2 separate regions of the Zea mays genome follow, and region 2 is linked to region 1. Evidence: chromatin contacts called from public Hi-C data. All regions are on one chromosome and are shown on one strand. The core of a region is the stretch at or near the end of the contact, and the rest is flanking DNA. Distances in the headings are between cores, read along the strand shown. Region 1 holds the start of LOC100277645. Region 2 holds the start of LOC100382918.

Region 1 (7,085 bases), core at 2,309-4,808:
CACTGGCAGTTGGCAATCAACCACATGTGAAAAGGCCGATTTCTAATGGCCCCTAGCACCGGCAGCACTGAAAAACGTCAGCGCAAATAGCTCTAGGACCGTCACTATAGAGCTTCTGTGTACTAATGAGTATATCTAGGATCTACACCATGGTATTTAGATTTTATTTATAAAATATGTAATTTTTAGCTTCGTGTTTTGTAGATTATATAACTTTTATTTGCATAATTATGTAAGTGGATGCATTTTCACTCTCACAACACGCAACACAGAGAGACGAGACCAAAGCTACAACTACAAGAGAGGGTTGACGATCTCATTCTCACCGCCGGTTGTCTCACTTGATAGGGGGCGGATCCACCGACTGTCCTAGCGCGTCGAGCATCAAAAGTCACCGGCAGTACAAGGCCGAAGCACACAGACATGAATGAATTAATTAGTATGTCCTTAAACGTTACCTACTAAAAACATAGGCCAATAAGTACAAGTATTATAAGGATAAGGAAATAAGAAAGAACTGAAAAACATCTAAAATACGAAGGAGCACACACATGTATACATAAGATTTTTTTAAAAAAAAAATGAACAACACCGACGGAAATTTGTGAACGAAAGGCCTGTATGAAGGCACGAGTTGAGGCTATGGCGCTCTCCCACTTGTTAATTTCATTTCATTGAGCGTAGCTTTCATTTCATGTCGACCTCCTCCCTATGGGGATTGGGGACCCTATCGATCTCCTCTCCTTTGCATGCGCGAGCGCGACCAAAGGGACCACCCGGCCTCTACAAACCCCTATGCATGGTATATGGACGCCCACGCACAGAGAGATAGATGATGCTTACCTGCTGCCCGTAGTCCATATATAGGGCATCATGCATGGAGAGCCAATGAATATATGCATAGACGTCTTCGTATACTGTGCCGTCACGGAATGGTCGGTAAAGGATGATGCCGATGCAACCGTACGTACGTGATATATACCCTCCGATCCTCAGACGAGGAATTCATTTTGGTTGTACCCAATCATTGCAAAAGTCTATAGACTATGAGTATGTGGGAGACCAAATTACTCCACAGGGAGCTGTAGCCCTTACTAGTAGGTGAACAGTTAGTTAAACTAGAGATTTATTATATATATGTCATATCAGCATGATTTGCAGTCTTGATTTCTGTCACATATATATATGTGTAGCGGCCGGCATACCTGTCCTGGGGCAAAGATCCTAGCTCCTCAAATACATTAGCATATTTGACTGACCCTACAATCTTTAATTATCTTAACGTGCCCTAACACCACCTACACATGGGACCATATTACACACATAGATTATGTTTGGATAAGGAAATAGTTTACTCATGAACGACACTAGCTATATATACTGGAAGCTGATCCTCCCATAAGTGGGACAAAAATTGCGCGAATATTATATATGTAGCACTTGAATTGGAACTTGGAAGCATGCCGTTGCTGCGCGCGCCGTGTAGCCACAGAAGGATTTGATTCCTGCGTGCTTGGTCGCAATAACCAATAATACGTATAGTTATGTAATGCAAGTGCTTTAGGGATCATGCCTTTCGTCATCATCTCATCGTGTATGCGCACCCCACACCACACCGACCACCCCCACGCAAGGGGCAGGTGGATTAGCCTAGGCGCGCGCGTAGCCATCCATAACACTAGAGGCGGTCCAAAGGCATCCATTGGGCACGCATGCATGTATCCCTATGCGGGGTTTTTTTTTAAAAAAAAAAGTTGTTTTCCCTTTCAATTCAAATGCAAGAACGAACACGATGGATGATGAGCTAGCCCTACCCACCACCTGTGTATGTACATGTATCATGTATATATGTGTGCTTCCACGCTCCACGCCACCACTAACTATGAGATTGTGGACCATGCTAGCTGCTCTCCTATATATTTATCCTCCATATGCATGATCCTCTCCTCTCCTCTCCTCTCCTCTGACTGACGATGACATGACGCCGCTCCTATGCCTTGCGTAAGGATGATGGCTTGCTGATGCCCATGCCCCATAAAACGAGCTATGCATTAGAGATACCCAAACGGGCGGCCCGGCCCGGCACGGGCCCGTCAGGCCCGACGGTTAATCGGGCCGTGCCCGGCCGGCCTGGTGGTCGTGCCGGGCCGGCCCGTTTAACGGGTCACGTTCTCCCATTAATTCAAGGAAATAGCAAAAAAACTGCGTTTTTGTGAGGATTTGAACCCGCGATCTCACTCTATGAGGCTGAAACGCTTAACTGAAGGAAACTAACCAGTATAACTCGAGTGCGTTTGTTGTAAATAGCTAATATAAAATGTAAATATATATATACTATGTTTTATAAAATAAAAAATATATAATCGTGCCGGGCCGGGCCGGCACTGCGGGCCGAGACAGCGGCTCAAGCACGGTACGGTTCTCGTACCGGGCCAGGCCCGGCACTATTAAACGGGCCGTGCTTCGGGCCGGCCCGTTAGGCACGGCCCATTTGGCCATCTATACTATGCATGGCTAATATAATGACAACATTATGCATCGCCGGTGCTGTTGAGCATACGCTCGCTTGCTTAAATTAGCCGTAGATCACTAACAAATTCGACTTAACTACTGGTATCACTTGGAAATGGCAAGATATATGCAAATATAAATAGAAAAAAAGCCCCCCTGTCCCTCCCAATATTCAGATGAGATGATGATTTGTTCTATAGATAATGATGGGTACACCTGAGGCCTACAGGTAAAGCAAAGGCCTCAAAGAATATCACATATAGTGGCCTTCTTTAGTTTATTATTGCATGATTCTCTGTCGCCCTTTATTTTGGATAATTAGTATAACTAACTAAGATTACGATGATGCGTGATATATTGTGTTTTATTTCTTTATTTCTCTTTTTTTTAAAAAAAATTCAAGTTATTCCCTTCCCATGAAAGGCGAAAAGGGAAGTATCCAGTAGGAGCGGTTTTGACTAAATCTCCCTCTCTGGGTCCAATCCAAAGATGCATATTTTTTATCGAAACGGTAACGGTTGGGAACAACTACGTGTATATGCGCACAGCGCACTGCACACCCAGCCAATTTGAGACTTCGGAAGAACTTTTCATGGACTCGGCTTATGTTATACAACAATGTGAAAAAATACACTCAAAGTTTATTCGAATACATTTTCTTACATAATTAAAATGGTTAAGAGTTTTTTGTTTATAAAGGTTGCTCTAGTCCTGAAAAGGAGTGGCCCAGTACAAATGGCAAAGAAAGGAGCTCCGGTGCTATCTGGGTTTTTTTTTCTTTCTTTCAAAGGCCCCATCTCTTAGCCCAATGTGCGGCCCAGACCAAACACGAGGACGAAGCAGCCCGTGCCATGAGAAACGCTGCCTGCCATCTCGCCGTGGCTCGTGGCTCGCTGTCTGTTCGCCGAGACATTTGTCAATTTTGTTATTATGATTTATGGATTTCGTAGCATGCCATCGAATACATAAATTATAGATAGATATATTCTCATCATCAATCATAGACACGAGAGACATAATAACATATTACCAACATTGAGAATGGCACCATCGCAAATTTCTCCTGTTCGCCACAACGGCAAACACCGCTCCAGCCGCCTTCGCTGCTGCTCGTGTGTCTCGTGGAAGCTCCGCGGCTGGACCATGGACCCGGACCTGGACCTCGACCTAGACATGGATATGGAGACGCTCGCCGGCGACAGCGGCGGCGAGGCCGAGCGCAACGAAGCCGCCGAGGCCGAGGCTGAGGTGGAGCGGTACGAGGCCGCCGAAGCCGAGGCCGACATCCTCCGCGACCGATTCCGCCTCGCCGTCATCAGCATCGCCACCGCCGAAGGTATGGTAGCATCCTCTCGCGCCTCCCTTCGTTATTGGGAGTTGAAGAGCCCGGAAAAAAGTTCATCGTCTTGGCATGCGGCATCTGCGCAGGAAAGAAGGCCGGAATGACGGTCGCCGACCCCGTTGTTTCCTGCATCGCCGACTTGGCGTTCAAGAGCGCAGGTCCTTCACCCAGCACCCTATCCTTCTGTAACCAGTAACCGCTTGTGCACGTTATTTCTCTTTGATTGGTTGCAAAGTGCTATCCTATTCTGAACCTCTTACGAGTACAATTTATCTCCACCTGTGAGTTGCCAAGTTGACTGCTCCAATAAAATTGGTTTCTGTGGGAAATCAAGTGCTTGGAGTAGACAGGAACTAGTTTCAGTATTTTGCACAGTATGGTTCTTGAAACGAAGAAATGTGCTGAAAGACGAGCGATTCAGTTACATTAAGTTAGCACGCGTTTAGTAGAATATATGCTTGGTGCTGGAGAAAACACGAATGACCAATTATGGGTGCCTGCAACTTTTGATCTCCATCAGGCTTTGATTTGTAAAGGTTGTCATACTTGTGTTAGAGCTCATCATCCCATTTTTTTGTGGAGATAAACCGACAGGATAGTAATTCCTTATAACAATAGTCCACTGGGTTTTGATACTACAACCAAAGAGTTAGTAGTCAGTAGTCACATTCTTCTAAGTTTGTCTACATTCTTAGTCACATTCTTCTAAGTTTGTCTACATCCCAGCATGGCCTACGCGCATGCCCGTGGCAGCATGGCAGTTGCCTGTGCGCGCTTGCCCAACGTGGCGATGGCAAGAATGGCCAGTGTGAGCCCACAAAAGGGGGAAGGAAAGGGGATGAAGAAAAATGCTGCTTGCTCCCATCTATTTGAGGGATTGAGAAAAAAATTAGGAAAAGCTGGAAAGGGGATTGAGAAAGGAGATATGCTGAAGCTGTCTTTTTCATCTCATTCCCTTATATGATAGCTTTTAGGGAAAGGGGGTTGTTTTTCTCAACCTAGTAGAGTTGAAGTTCAGTGACGTCAAAACTTATCGAAGGTCGCCCCACATTATGTCTGCTAAGTGCAAGCTTCACAAATCATACATTCATACTGTTGGAGTGACCCAATATATCCTGGTAGAAAGCAACTGTTGAGCACATAGATCTTGTATCTTAGACCTCTTGCGGAGATTTTTTTTTTTTTTTTGCATTGCCACAAATTAGCGAGCGAATAACTATAGTGATTAGAGATTGTGAAGTAGATGCATTGTGCGTTAGTTGAAAAGCAACAATAGTCAAGCATGGCACTTACTGTACTAGCTAGTAGCTATTGTAAATTGCACGCTTCCAATCCTCTTTTGAGGGAGAGGGAGGGAGGGAGGCTTTGGATCTACATAGATTTGTGTCTGTGAGAACATTATGTATGAATGTTCCATTTGACATCTTCCGTGCAATGTCCAGAGCAGCTAGCAAAGGATGCAGAGTTGTTTGCACAGCATGCCGGTCGCAAATCCGTCAGGATGGATGATGTCATACTCACAGGTACTTGTTTCTGCTGATTCTGTAATATTTGGCTTCTTAGAATTTAGAAGTGCATCTTCTTACAAATTTTTTTTGAACTACTTGTACCTGTATGCTGTACTCTCTCTTTTCCTAGTATTATGGTTAGTTGATGGATGTGCAGAAAGACCTCACTCATTTTGGCCCTCACAAGAAATAAAACTTTCACAGTTTGACACTTTGATCTTTGGTGTGCAAGTCCAGCTCACAGGAACGAGCATCTTATGGGCCTGCTGCGGACCTTCTCTCAGGAGCTGAAGGGAAAGGAGCCTGCCAGTGAGAGGAAGAGAAAGAAATCGTCCAAGAAGGATGAGACGGTGATCGAGGTCTGATTTCAGATCTGTCCTCTTTTTTTTTAGAGAGGAAGGCATGCATTTTTATCTCGCGAGGTCCTCCCGGCTTGTACAGCTTCCTTGTGTCGATACTATCTTCCATGTCATTTCGCAGAACTTTTCTTCTACGAACCCTTTCATCCTAGTCAGTTTTTCTAGTCAGTTATTGATGGTACTTGAGTTGAGCTTGCTTTCTCAACTGCACATAGCATTAGTACTGAGTCCAGGAGCTGTCCCTGTTCATGTGGAGTTGTGGACAGGAAAGATGAGCTCGCGGGCAGCGTGTCTCTTCTCTCAGTCCGTCGATAAAAGTTACATTCAACAATTGGTCCTTTTCTAATACTCTTTTCATTCTAATTTATAATTGGGTTTACTTTTTTTATCCCAAGTTTAATCAGCTCGTCTTATTTGAAAAGTTTCATAATTTTTACTGTAGTATCGCTTAACATAACATAGTATCGCTTAACATAACATATTTTAATTGTGTCTTAGAATTTTTCATTTTTTTACATAAAATATAAGCCGGTTAAACTTGATAAAAATAGGTAAACGAATTATAAATTGAGACGAAAAAAAGTATATCTTGTATTACTATCGATGGGAACATTGTTTATATACACATGCAAATTCTACCTCATTAGCATCTTTATAGGAGCTAAGAGAACCTCAAGACGAGATTGACGAAGTCACCGTAGGCATCTCAAGGCATGTTTGGAAGTGTTTTACTTTTAAAATTTTTAGCTTCGCTATTTTAGTTTCACCATAAAACAACTCCAACAAATTGCTAAGGTGGGTTTGAGCAATGTTTGGCTTGCACATAGAGTTCAACTTCTATAATACAATTGATTCGTGTGAGTTTTCTTAATTACACTTGATTAGTGATCTGTTATGAGAGAACTGAAGCGATATATCATGGTGGGTAATTTTCGTGCAACTTCATAGAGAGATATGAAACAGTGTTTGTGAATCACCCTTTGAGAAGCTTCGTGAATGAGCTTGTGAAATTAGACCTGTTTGTATGAAAGAAGCTAGAACGAATCTAAAACTTTTGAAGTGAAGCCCTTCCAAACAGCCTATACTGAAAGCACAAAGCTGTTAAATCCTAAAATATTCGCTCTTGCAAGAAGTTGCATTCAAGATTTAAGGTGCTACGAGCCTCTTGTGTAACCACTATCCTACAAACTATTTCGTATTAGACTATATATTGGTAAACACGTTCAAGTGGTGATAATGTTGTTTGCATGAGGATTTCCATAATTTGAACACACTAGTTTTGTTGGTAGTAGTGAGAGAGACTTATGTAAGCCGATTGATTTAGCTAATTCATTCGAGCCCATATAGAGCCTCAATTTGACATCT
Region 2 (7,085 bases), core at 2,290-4,789, 190 kb before region 1:
ACGCCTGCGCACTCTGGCGCGCATTTATTGCTGTTGCAGGCGACCGTTGGCGCGAAGTAGCCGTTGCCCCGTAGTTGCACCGGACAGTCCGGTGAATTATAGCGGAGCAGCCGTTATGATTTCCCGAGGCTGCCAAGTTCCAGAGCCGCGTCTTCTAGGAGCACCGGACACTGTCTGGTGTACATCGGACAGTCTGGTGCATTATAGCGCGCCGACTTCTGAAAATTCCCGAGGCTGAGGAGTTCTGCGCGAGGTCCCCTGGTGCACCAGACACTGTCCGGTGCGCCACCGGACAGTCCGGTGCGCCAGACCAGGGAGCCTTTCGGGATGCCTTGAGCACTCTATTTTGAACCCAACTTTGGTCTTATTAATTGGCTTGTTGTGAACCTTTGACACCTGTATAACTTATACACTAGAGCAAACTAGTTAGTCCAATTGTTTGTGTTGGGCAATTCAACCACCAAAATTAATTAGGGACTAGGTGTAAGCCTAATTCCCTTTCAATCTCCCCCTTTTTGGTGATTGATGCCAACACAAACCAAAGCGAATATAGAAGAGCATACTTGAACTAGTTTGCATAATGTAAGTGCAGAGGTTGCTTGGAATTGAGCCAATATTAATACTTACAAGATATGCATGAATCGTTTCTTTGTTTTTAACATTTTGGACCACGCTTGCACCACATGTTTTGTTTTTGCAAACTATTTTGTAAATCTTTTCAAAGTTTTTTTGCAAATAGTCAAAGGTAAATGAATAAGATTTTGCAAAGCATTTTTCAAGATTTGAAATTTTCTCCCGTTGTTTCAAATGCTTTTCCTTTGGCTAAACAAAACTCCCCCTGAATGAGATCCTCCTCTTAGTGTTCAAGAGGGTTTTGAAATATCATTTTGAAATACTACTTTCTCCCCCTTTTGAACACAATAAGATACCAATTGAAAATATTCTTTTGAAAACCTAAGTTTTTGAAGTTGGTGGTTGCGGTCCTTTTGCTTTGGGCTCATACTTTCTCCCCCTTTGGCATGAATCGCCAAAAACGGAATCATTAGAGCCCTCGAAGTACTTTCTTTCCCTTTGGTCATAAATAAATGAGTTAAGATTATACCAAAGACGAAGTCCTTTTGCTTGGTGCTCATGCTTTCTCCCCCAAAAATGGAGAGTTGCTCGGTGTGATGGCGAAGAATGAGTTGCGGAGTGGAAGCCTTTGTCTTCGCTGAAGACTCCAATTCCCTTTCAATATACCTATGACTTGGTTTGAAATAGACTTGAAAACACATTAGTCATAGCATATGAGAGAGACATGATCAAAGGTATACAAACGAGCTATGTGTTCAAGTTAGCAAAAGAAGTTCCTAGAATCAAGAACATTTAGCTCATGCCTAAGTCTGTTAAAAGTTTGTTCATCAAGAGGCTTGGTAAAGATATCGGCTAATTGATCTTTAGTGTTAATGTAAGAAATCTCGATATCTCCCTTTTGTTGGTGATCCCTAAGAAAATGATACCGAATGGCTATGTGTTTAGTGCGGCTATGCTCGACGGGATTATCCGCCATCTTGATTGCACTCTCATTATCACATAGCAAAGGAACGTTGGCTATGTGTTTAGTGCGGCTATGTTCGACGGGATTATCCGCTATCTTGATTGCACTCTCATTATCACATAGCAAAGGGACTACGGTTACAAATTAACCAACGTTGGTTAACATGCAGCGAGGTTACGAGTCACTTAAAGAGCAAGTGGTACCTGGAATCTCAAGTGCCAGGCAAGTTGTGCCTTGATCCACTTTTGTTACCCAATAATATTCTTTATTATCATTATTCAATACATAGGTTTAATTTTGATGGGTCCCAATAGGTCACCCTAGTCTGTTTATCCTGTTTACCTTGTTTACCCCTGATTCATGATTCACTTGGGTAGTTATGCTATTGCATTATTTGGTTTTGGGATTAATATTTCATTATATCCATGTTCCAATTATTATGTTATGTTATTTATGTTCATGTCAAGATCATTATATTTTTAATTAGAACATGGAGCTTAACTTGAGAAACACGTGCCACCACAAGGGTGGAATGGGACGCCCTTGGCTGACTAATTAGGAAAGCTAGTAGAAAACTACCTTACTTGAAAGGGGCAAGGGTAGTAGGGGAGTTGCATGCAAGGAGGTTCTCGGGTTGATTTTGCTGTGATGGCGGTCAGATGGGGGATTCTTGCAAGTGCTCTTCCCATAAACTGTAGCAGGTTTTCGGAAGCTAGTGGAATTTTGTAAAGGCCTCGTAGTGGATCCCTAGACATTCACCTACCTCGGTAGTGTCTAAGGGCCTTGCAAACCCTGGCGACATGGGATACACGACTTGTGGGTACAGGGTACAACCTCTGCAGAGTGTAAAACTGGTATACTAGTCAAGCTCATGGTCATGAGCAGGACTCTCGCATGATTAAATTATGGAACTTAAATTCAATTTTTCATTTGCATTTGCATGGGTTTATTATTAATTTTGTTCTATTATTATTTATTATGGTTTGGTATTTACTTACATTTAGTAACTGCTAATAAAATTTGACCAAATTATTAAAAGCAATGCTCAGCTTTAACCCCTATTGTTGATCAGCCTTACACATCACATGAACTCCCACCTTTGGTGAGTTCATGATCACTGGTTTCCCCATAACTTGTTGAGCTATGATCATGTGTGAGCTCACCCTTGCTGTCTCACACCCCCACAGGAGAAGAACAGGTGGTTCGCGAGGAGCCACACATCGAGGAGTTCGATTCGATCTAGGTGGCGTCTCCCAGTTGACTTTCTGACGCCAAGGATGGATTTTAGATCCTTTTATATGTATATTTTATCTTGTAAGCCTTCCGCTATGTAATAAATACTCTGATTATTGTGACATTTATCTTTATACACTCTGTTATTATATATGTTGTCTTCTTTGACGTATGTATGAGATGCACTCGACTTTGTTCCTTAAATCCGGGTGTGACAACCCAACGGTCAACGGACGGACGCTTCACGTTTGCTAACTTGCTTTCCTGAGTCCTGACTTCCTGTTGTATGTTGCGGACTTCAGTGTTGGGCTTGGGCCTGTTGGCTGCCTACATGGGCACTTGGCCACTTTCCTTGCCTCATTGCCTGTTAGTTAGTGGACGTCAGGACGTGAGTCACGTGATGGGCCATGGTATGTTTGAGCTGGCTCATTAAGAAAACAAGCTCAGATGTTAGCTCAGCTCGTGAAAAAGTTCAAACGATCCGAGCTAAGCTAAGCCGATCTCGAGTCTCGAGTCAAGCGAGTCAACAAACCACGAGTATTTCTTTCAGCTCTAGTGAAACGGGAAGAACATCAAAACTGGTGACTTATATAGGATGGAGAGAGAGATTAGTGATGCATGTAGCAAAAAGAAGCAAGAAATCTTTTTTTCTCTTCTAGCTGCGAACGGGCCGGACTGCGTGCGCGGGTCAGACAGCCCAGCCCATTCTTCCAGCACCGACTCCAAGTAAACCCGATCATTCACGGCTCACTCCCCAATCCGTGAAATCACCATCGCAGCCGCCGTCTTCTCCTATCGCCCTCTCCTTGTCGGTTCGCCCGCACCGTTTCCCAAACCCTCCGGACTCGAACCCAACCCACGCACCCACATCGGGAGACGAGCCAGGCCGAGCTCTGGAAGAGTCTCCGGAAGGCCCGCACCGTCGATGGCGGCCGAGGGCAGCGGCGTCCAAGAGACGTTCGAGGCGCGGGTGAAGCGCCTGTTCGGGTCCCGCCTCTTCGACGCCGTCCCGGACTCCTCCTTCCCGACGGCCTCCTGGTCCGTGGCCGCGGGCGACGTCGAGCGCCACCGTTGGTCGAAGCCGTCGGAGGCCCGCGACGCGGAGGAGGAGGCAGCGGGGGAGGCCGGCCGCGGGGACACGCCCTGCGTCTCCGCGTTCTACGACGCCAACGGGTGCCTTCGTGGCCGGAGGCGCAGGTCCAGGCAGGAGGAGTTCGAGGGGAACCTCGACGACCTAGATGAAGACGAGGAGGAGGACAGCGAGAGGGAGAGGAATGCGGCAGAACAGGACGAGGAGGAGGGGGTTAGAGTTAACATCGGCCTCGACCCCACTCTGGATCGGGAGGTGAGTGAAGTTGTCTTCGGTTATTGATTGTTTGGTTTGACCACTTCATCAGCTGCTCTTACGATATCATAATTGATGCTTGACAGTTCGTTGGAATTTAATCATGATATCATAATTGATGCTTGGCAGTTCGTTGGAATTTAATCATGATATCATAGTTGATGCTTGGCAGTTCGTTGGAATTAAGCTGTGAAGTAAGATCAGGATTAAATCAACTATTGATCTTCAGTCTATGTCTTCTTAAATAAACATTTTCACCTAGGATTTGTTGCTTCCTAACTAGGCTTCTGCATGATTTGGATAAAGAATAGGCGGAGATGACCAGAACATTTTGTTAACCATCTTATTATTGGTTTGTGCCATAGTTTCACGTTGTCGCATTTTTGTCATCTGGGATGCATCAAAGGTCTATTTCTTAAATCTGGTGGGACGACGTTATTCCTCATATTAGTACTAACTAACTATGAGGAATGAGACGGTGATGCATCAACTTATTCTATTACACAAACCAAACAAAAAAAATGAGGAGCGACAAAATAATGGACCAACTCATTACTCAAACCAAACACCCTATAAGAGTATGGACAAATGTATTAGATTTAATGGTTCACTAGGCCCTCTATGGCAGTTTTTTAATGAGTGGGAGCATGTCCCGTTTCCTTTTGATTATTGATGAGTTTTTGTTTTTGTAGTAGTTAATGATAATTGTAATTGGCTAACGAGATATCTTTATTTGGATGTGATATATGCTTGACCTGGAAACAGCTTAAGTAACTTGTCTGGAGTTCTCTTGAATGTTTCTTCATGGTCGGTCATTATGAGTTATCCTATGTATCGCTGTTGGTGTGGTTCTACTGGACTCTTATGTTAGAAGAGTTGTTTTTTTACAGGAAGAGGAGGACAAGTATGACAGAGAGGCCTTTGGCAGAGAGGAGGCTGCTGACCGTGTGTACATGCATGATATAATGGATGCCGGCATAAACATGAGCATCAACAGTATAGTCCCTGACCTCCTTGATGATTCCATTGAAGAGGTGTACCGTTTTAGGAAGGATCCTCGTGCAGATATGAGGGCAGCATCTGCAAGACTCAGAGAAGATGGTTCTACTAAAGATTGTGATTCTCACTGTCCCACTCAAGCCAAGGATTTCCCCAGTGTAGTTCATACAAAGAAAGCTGTGGAGGAAGACAATGTAAAACCTATACTGAAGAGGAAGGAGTCACAAGCTGATTTAAAACCAAGGAAACGTGTCAGGTTTGATGCTAATGTTAAGGATAGTGAGTTAGATACGTTTGAACATGACGAAGATTCTCCAACGGTTCCTCAATCCATGGATGTAATCACTGAGGTGGAGAGCACATCTACTTTGTCTGCATCTCCTGGGGTCCCTGACTATGTAAGGAACCCTTCAAAGTACACCCGATACAATCTGGATGTACCAGAGTCTAATGATGGCTCGAACAGGACAGCTCTTGCTGACATGCATGATCTGTTAGCGAGATCATACCCAAACATGATACATTCTGAGACGCCTGTTGAGATTCCTAGCTCAGTCACATTCATCCCTCGCAAGAAGTCAGTGGATACCATGGCAGTGGATGAGGGCCCCAGAGCTATTGATTCTAACTCCTCTGCAATTGGAATGGTAGCAGGCGCCTCAGATGAACCTGATCAATGTGAGATGGATGAAGATGACAGTAAATCACCGTCAATGCCACAGATGCATACAAACTCAAAGGCGAGCTCCCGGCGTTACAGGTCAAGCAGAACAGATGATGATGAGTGAAATTGAGGATCCCAGGGTACCCAATCTGATGTTTGTTTCTAAGAAAATTTTGAGTTTCAGAATACCTTATGTAAATCAGGATATATGTGTGTTCTTGTGATTTGAGCTAATTAACTATGTTGAACTACTTTTCCCCCATGTTCCTTGTTGTTTACAATTTATTATACCGGGAGTCACATAGGATGTCAATATTAGAAATTTCCACAAACTTCACTGGTAAGTTGTCTTAGCTGAAACCTTCTGCAGTCTGATTGTGTCAAACAGTACGGACTTATTTTTTTAAAATTTTTAGTTTATTCTGCTTGCAGAAATCAAATTAGAGGAAACCTAACTGACCCAAGATTGTGTCATCAGATATGCACTTCCATTCCTCTGTAAGAATACACAGTTTTGGGGCCATACGGGCATACAAATGCTACATCCCATGGGTTAAAAAATGGGGCATCCCATTTCAGGTTTCTGACCAAATTTCAGAACCAATCCACAATAACAATAGGACGCCAACAACCTGTACCAATCTGTACATTCTTGCAGCGATTATTTACTGTGCTCAAGACACACTCACAGTGGCGGCTATAGCTTATCAGCAATTCTGTAGAGGGCATCAGCCACCTTGCCAAGCACACCAAGCAGGCTGCTCACCTGATCCTTCCTCTGCTCCCTATCCAGTCGGCTGTTCATGTTCTGCGCCTCTAGCTGCGCTGCCACCATCTGGCTGCTCCGGTCTAGGATTTCAACCAGCTGCCCCTGCAGGTTGGTCGCGGCTCTTCCGGAGGCATTGTCATCGCTGCGCTGCCTCTTCTGCCCGCACTGCGCCGCTGGCGAGTCCTCGGTGATCTGCTCCGGCTGCTTTTCTTTTGATGTGCCTGCTGTTTGCAAACATGGATGGTTGTTAGGTATGAAACCTCAACTTCTGAAGCTTTATCATGTGAATTCTACTGCCCCTACTTTGTTCTGTGTTGCATATGTGAATTCTACTGCCGCTACTTTCTACGCGTCTAGATATATACATTACATTTAGATACATAGTGAATGCTATGTATTTAGAAAAGACAAAATGACATAATTTGAGGGAGTAGCGTTTTAGGAGTTGCTGTAGTTACTCCCGTCTCATCTCCTAATATACATATGATTTTTAAGAGAGATCCTAAAAACAGAACACTCCCTAACCCTAAAGCAATAC

What was found. Hi-C and Micro-C count contacts between places; a contact is called where the count stands out from the background.
Region 2: a Hi-C map of bundle sheath shows a contact between it and region 1, with 4 times the contacts expected there. The contact joins the promoter of LOC100382918 here to the promoter of LOC100277645 in region 1. A contact is called at or near these places in 14 of 25 Hi-C or Micro-C datasets (bundle sheath, ear, endosperm and 3 more) and 1 of 3 datasets of contacts at active chromatin or transcription factors (leaf).

The regions. Positions count from the first base shown.
Region 1 is chr2:65,756,122-65,763,206 of Zm-B73-REFERENCE-NAM-5.0, reverse strand. LOC100277645 reads left to right here and starts at 3,558. Exons shown (of 4, transcript NM_001374032.1): 1 at 3,558-3,847; 2 at 3,940-4,011; 3 at 5,296-5,376; 4 at 5,599-6,030. The coding sequence starts at 3,655. The coding sequence ends at 5,726.
Region 2 is chr2:65,941,256-65,948,340 of Zm-B73-REFERENCE-NAM-5.0, reverse strand. LOC100382918 reads left to right here and starts at 3,539. Exons shown (of 2, transcript NM_001175606.1): 1 at 3,539-4,115; 2 at 5,006-6,028. The coding sequence starts at 3,696. The coding sequence ends at 5,902. It overlaps LOC103646543 (Trihelix transcription factor ASR3), which reads right to left. Exons shown (of 3, transcript XM_008671268.3): 3 at 6,235-6,768. The coding sequence ends at 6,476.